Regions from separate parts of the Sus scrofa genome. Here region 1 is linked to region 2. A link is a contact called in public Hi-C data. All regions are on one chromosome and are shown on one strand. Each heading gives the region's core, a stretch centred on a gene start, on an enhancer-like site or on the middle of the called end of the contact. The rest is flanking DNA. Distances are from core to core; before and after follow the strand shown. Region 1 holds the start of LOC110262137. Region 2 holds the start of ARFIP1 (ADP ribosylation factor interacting protein 1).

Region 1 (2,700 bases), core at 77-2,576, 210 kb before region 2:
GACGCACCAGCATCCTCCCCCTTTTTACCCCCTCCCCCGTCCCCGCCGCCCTTTCCCTTTCCCGGGCCACTCACACTTTAGAGATGAGCCGGGGCGCTGACCAAGTGAGCTGGTTCTCTTCCTCCTCGGGACCGATAGGGCAGTTGAGCAGGCTCCGGCGCCTTACAGAGTAAGAAGCGGGGCTGGGATCGCGAAGCCGGGCAGCCACCCGGGTCTCTCTTCCGCGCCACCGGGGCAGAGGCGGCGGCAGCGGTGGCCCCGTTTACCTCTGTTTTTTCCTCTTCCTGCGTCTCTTCAGGCTGGGTCTTCTGCCCGTCCTGGGCCACTTCTCCCCGGACAGTCACGTTCGGGAGGCTCCCGATTTGGTTTTTAAAAAGTTTACTCTGGGCGGAGACTGCGGCCGGCCCCCCGGGTCCCCCCCGGCCCCGCCGCCCTCGGGGCTGGGGCTGGGGAGGGGGCTCTAAGAACTCCTCCTGGAGTCCTGCCGAGGAGCCGGGGGGCCGGCGACGGGCCGAGGGAGAAGCCCCCCGAGGGGGCGGAGGGGAGGGGGGAGGGAAGGGAAGGACGGCGGCGCCGGTCCTGCTGTCCCCGCCGCCCCGGCCGCCGCTTCACATCGGGGTCCCCGCCCCCCCGGCCGGGGGGTGGCTGCCGAGCTGGGGGGCCCGGCTCATACACTCCGAGGCGGGATGCTACGGCCCCGGGCGGGTGGCCGACGCGGCGGCGAGGTGGGGGACCCGGCCGGCTCCGCTCGGCGCCGCCCCCGCTCCCGGCTCCCGCATGTGTCGCTGCGGCTGGGACCCCCTCCCTCCACCTTGGGGGTCCTCGCCCCGCGCCCCAGGACGAGACAGAAGCTCCGGCCCCTCCTCAGCGTCCTCTCACCACGGAGCGGCTGGCTAGTCCCGGCCAGAGGCAGCCGCCTCCCTGCCCCCCAGCCACCGGCTCCGGCTTGGGCTCGGGCTCCGGCGTGTGCAGCCGCTGCTGCCGGCCGGAAAGGTGAGGGGGGGAGAAGAGGGGTGGCGGCGGCTCCCGATGGCCCCGGCTAGGGCGGAGGTCTCGGCGGTGGCCAGGGCACGGAGGCCGGGTCCCTCGGAGGCTCTCTCGCGCTCACGATCACGGCAGCGGCGGCTGTAGCGCCCGGGGCTCAGCTCGCTGTCTCGCTCGCTCAGTGCGGGGCTCTCGCCTCACTCCAGAGAGAGGGGCGGGAGGAGAGCGGCGCGGAGCAATGACGTAAGTCACCTAGCAACCGCTCCCTCCCCCCCTCCCCTTCGCTTTCCGCTCGCAGCCGTCCTCCGCGGGCCTCTTTCCTCCTTTCCAACAACCCCGCCCCGGGTGCCACGGACGCGCGCTGATGACGCGCCAAGGGAAGAGGAAGTCGGGCTCCAAGAGCGGGTGGGTGCACCTCGGGCCGCGGGACTCGCCGCTGTTGCTGCCGCCGCCTCTACAGCCGCGTCAGAACTGAGAAGAGGAAGGGGAGGAGCCGAGTGGAGCCTAAGCTGCCGCCGGATCCTACCCCTGACCCGAGGGCGGCGGGGAGAGTGTGCTCTGTAGCGGTTTCCTTCCGAGCAGGTGGTGACTGCTCCTTGGAGAGCAAGGAGGAGGCCTGGGCCGCCCGGCTGCGGTCGGGCGCGCACCACCCGAAGGTGAGGCATTTGGCCCCCAGACGGTCCTTCGGAGAGCCCAGCTGAGCGAGAAGTTATCTTACAGCTCTGCCCGCTGCACCTGCTGGAGGGAGCGAGCGCCCCACCCTTTCCGCGGTGTGGAGCGAGACTCAGCGCCAGATAACGCGTGGTCGGGCCGAGCAAATGTTTGATGAATGAAAGAATGCCTCACTCGTGGAGTGCAGAGGAGTCCGACGGAAGTGCAAGCGCCTTGCCGACTGCGTAGCGTTGTCAAGATGAGCGTTGTCAGGCGTCCCTCTTCCCTCAGTCCCCCCGCCTCCGGAGGAAGTGGGGGTGCGGCTTGAGTGAGGAGTCACAGGCTGAGTCTAGCGAAACAGGAGGCGAATTGCCGGGACGAGGGAGGGGAGCCATCCTCCCGGAACTGTGGAAGGGTTTTTTTACTTTTTCAAGAGGGCGAATTTAGTAGCGACTCCCTTTTAGGACTCAGTCTTGCTTGTGGCTTGGTGCCTGGGAGAGCTGGTGTTGGCTGTTAATCACTGTCCATTACCGTCGTCAAGAAACGTTGGCCTGTGTGTCAGATAAACATGATTACTCTTTATGCAGCTTTTCCTAGAAATGTTATCCTGGAAAGTAAATTCACGTAAAAACTCATCAGGTTGAACGTAGTTCTCTAGGCAAAGAAATTTTAAAATAAAAGGACCAGATCCTCAGAAATCTGTCTTGAACCTGGCCTGGTGCATAGTGTGAGAATGAGATAAAAGCAGTAAGGATGAAAGGAAGCAGATTCCACAGTACTGTCTCTGGACCCTGGACACCGTACCTCCTCTGGAAGCGTCAGTGGTGGGTATTAAAAGTCTTTCCACCTCAAGGGCTGAGGAGCAAGAGACAGACCTTGGGAGCTCCGGGTTTCTGCCACTATTGCCACCAGCATATTCAAGTAGTAGGCCAGGGAAACTTTTAATAGGGCGATTCCAAGGGCTCATATTTTATTAAAGTGCTGTTTAGAAAGTGATGGGGTGGGGGATGGATGTTGCGGACGCAAGAAGAGGCTCACACAAAATAGCAACTGCCCAGCTACCCT
Region 2 (2,700 bases), core at 101-2,600:
ATTGTTATTTACTTTTGAAACATTTGTGGTGTCATGGGTTTTTACTGTTCACAGATATGCGGACGATATCTACAGGGATGTACCATTCACTACGCTGAAACTCTCCCCCTCAATTTGGAGAAGCAGAGTTCTGCCTTTGGGCGCTTAGTCAATAAAAATGGCTTGTTGATTAATGCAGCAAGGCAGGTGAGTAGTACAAGTCTAAAGAGAGGGAGATCCCACAGAGAGTACTGTTACCTTTAGCATTTCTGCAAGTGAAATGGCGGTGAAAACGAGCACCCAAGAGCTGTCAAAGGAAAAGCAGTCCAGAACTTTGAAGGGAGATGTGCGCGGGGTGGATCACGGGTCTGTATTGTGTGTAAATGAGCTTCAGGTTTCTCTGCATACAGCGCTGGGGACAGGGAGAACATCCGAGGTACAGGTTGGAGCCTCCTCTTAGGAAACTACAAAGGGCTCTGAAAGAAAGGTTGTTCAGCGGTTTCTGTAGGCAGGGCAGTAATCTGTTTAAGTAACGGGGCGAGCAAAGCTAGCAGAAACTGGTCACCTGGATGAAGAAAGGGAAGCAGGAAAGCAAAGTATCATGGATCCACTGCCTGCGAGCGAGCAGAGCAGAAATGATCACAAAACAGAACAGGTCGTAAGAACTCAGGGACGCAGGGCAAGGGGTTCTGGTCTTCCTGAAGGGGGTGGGCGTGAGTGACGTGGCCAGAGTGGGTCCTTCCAAGCACTGGGGAAGAAGGAAGAGTCAGGCGCCCGCATCCCCTATACTCCATAAATTCTGCATTCTCTCCCCGCCCCCCCCCAAGGGGCTGGAATAACCTTCTATATGCTCTCCGGCAGCTGAGAAATAAGCTTTGGCTCTCCTAGGAGGGCCAGGCGGTGAGCTACCTTCAACCTCCAACCCTCCCGCCACCGGCTCACCGTCTGTTGCCGGGCGCGGGGCGCGGAGGGGGCGGGGGGGGGCGCGCCTAACGTCCGAGGCTGGGGTGTGTGAGTGAGAAAGAAAGGATGCTGAAGGCTTCTGGACCTCCGACCACTCAAGACCAGCCTACGAGTCTCCCCGCGAGCTTGCAACTCTGGCAAGTGCTTCTTTACCCGCGCTCACACCCCTTGGTGATCCCACCGCAGCTAGAAAATTACCCGGGCAACGGCGCCGGCTGAGTCCCGGATGTGGTTGCTAGGGCCGCAGAGGGAGGGGCGGGGCCCGCCTCCCGGAGGGCGGTGGAGGGGGCCTTGGGGGAGGTGCGCCGGCACCATCGAGACGCGGCTGGGCCGGCCAGATCGAGGGAGAGAGAGGCCGTCCAGAGCCACGGACAACGCTACTTCCGGTCCCCTCACTTCCGGCTCCGCTGCTCTCGGCTCGGGGGTTGCAGGCCGGGTTGGGAGGCCGCGGCTCTGCGTGTCCTCGGCCGTCGGTCAGGGTGAGGCTGTGACAGCTGCACTTGCTCCCCGCCCCCGCGGAGCCGAGGTGCGTGGGGGGGAGGGTAGGAAGGAGGAGGCTCAGGTCGCGTTTCCGCTCACTTGGGGCCAGGGCTGAGGCAACTCTGGAGAGCAGAAGGCAGGGCTGATACTCGACGTGAGAACCGCTGGCTTCTCCGCGGACAGGTGAAGGCGGAGATGGCCGGCGGGGAAGAGGCGGGGGAAGGCGGCTGGGAGGGGTTGACGGGGCGGGACACGTTGCCGCTGGGGCTCTCAGTTCCGGACTTTCACTGGGCACTTCTGTCCTTAGTCCGTGCCATCTGTCTCTGCTCAGGTATTCGGCCTTGGATCTCTGCCCCTTCCTCCCTTCTGTCCCACCTGCGTGTGCCGGGTGAAGAGGTAGGACCGGCCCTCCTGGGGCGGCGCCCTCCCGGTTTTGCACGCATCGAGTGGGAAAAGGGGTGGCAGGATCCAGGAGTGGGTCCACTCGGAGTGGGCCACCGTCAGGTTTGGGGGTCCAGCCTTTACGGTTCTCTGCCTTTCCCCGCATCCCGCACTTCTCTCCTCCGCAGTGGGAGGGAGGGAGACGCGGTAGTCCCTGCGAGAGGCTCTTCGGGCAGTGGTGCAGGGAGGCGCCCCGCCTGTGAAAGGTCCTGAGCCTTGCTCAGCTTACGCGGACCGCCAAGGAATGCTGGAGTTGGGAAGGAAGTTGTGCTGGCGTCTCGTCCGTTCCTCTTTGCCAAGTTACTACTGTTTACGTGTCTAGGAAAAAGGATTTTTTTTGTTTTGTTTTAAAGAACTGTTTCTAGACGCTTTTCCCTTTTACTTATTACTTCCTTTGTTTTTTTCTTATCTCCCTCTCGAACCCTTTGATCTCAAAAAAGTTTGTAGTCTGCACTTCCTGCAGATCCTTTAGCCGCCCCCTTTTAGGATTTCTGTCCCCCTCCCTTCATTTTTTCCTAGATTAAAGCATGTCATTTCTCTAACTCTGTTCTAAAGGGAAAAAATGGAAGAGTTGCAGGACTTCTCGTGAACTTGTGTTTTCACTTGCAAGTGTGGCAGGTGTGTGTTCACATTGCAATTTAATTAGCTTTTTTGGCATGGGAACGTGCGCCGGAATTGGTTACGTTAAATCATTCCTGTGTCAAGTCTGCAGGGATTGGCTATTTTATCGCTGCTGTCTCAGAGTGAATACAACAGATTCTACGTCACTATTGTTTTAAATTCACTTTTCTTTTGTTAGTCCTGTGGGGTTTTTTGGTTTGTTTGTTTTTCCTTTCT

What was found. A called contact is a pair of places that touch in the nucleus more often than the background predicts.
Region 1: a Hi-C map of liver shows a contact between it and region 2, with 11 times the contacts expected there. The contact joins the promoter of LOC110262137 here to the promoter of ARFIP1 in region 2. A contact is called at or near these places in 1 of 5 promoter capture datasets (liver), 5 of 47 Hi-C or Micro-C datasets (heart right ventricle, liver and skeletal muscle) and 1 of 2 datasets of contacts at active chromatin or transcription factors (alveolar macrophages).

The regions. Positions count from the first base shown.
Region 1 is chr8:76,480,505-76,483,204 of Sscrofa11.1, reverse strand. It overlaps LOC110262137, which reads left to right and starts at 1,326. Exons shown (of 7, transcript XR_002346729.1): 1 at 1,326-2,459. FBXW7 (F-box/WD repeat-containing protein 7) reads right to left here and starts at 1,178. Exons shown (of 12, transcript XM_021101502.1): 1 at 75-1,178.
Region 2 is chr8:76,269,078-76,271,777 of Sscrofa11.1, reverse strand. ARFIP1 (ADP ribosylation factor interacting protein 1) reads left to right here and starts at 1,350. Exons shown (of 9, transcript NM_001252233.1): 1 at 1,350-1,468.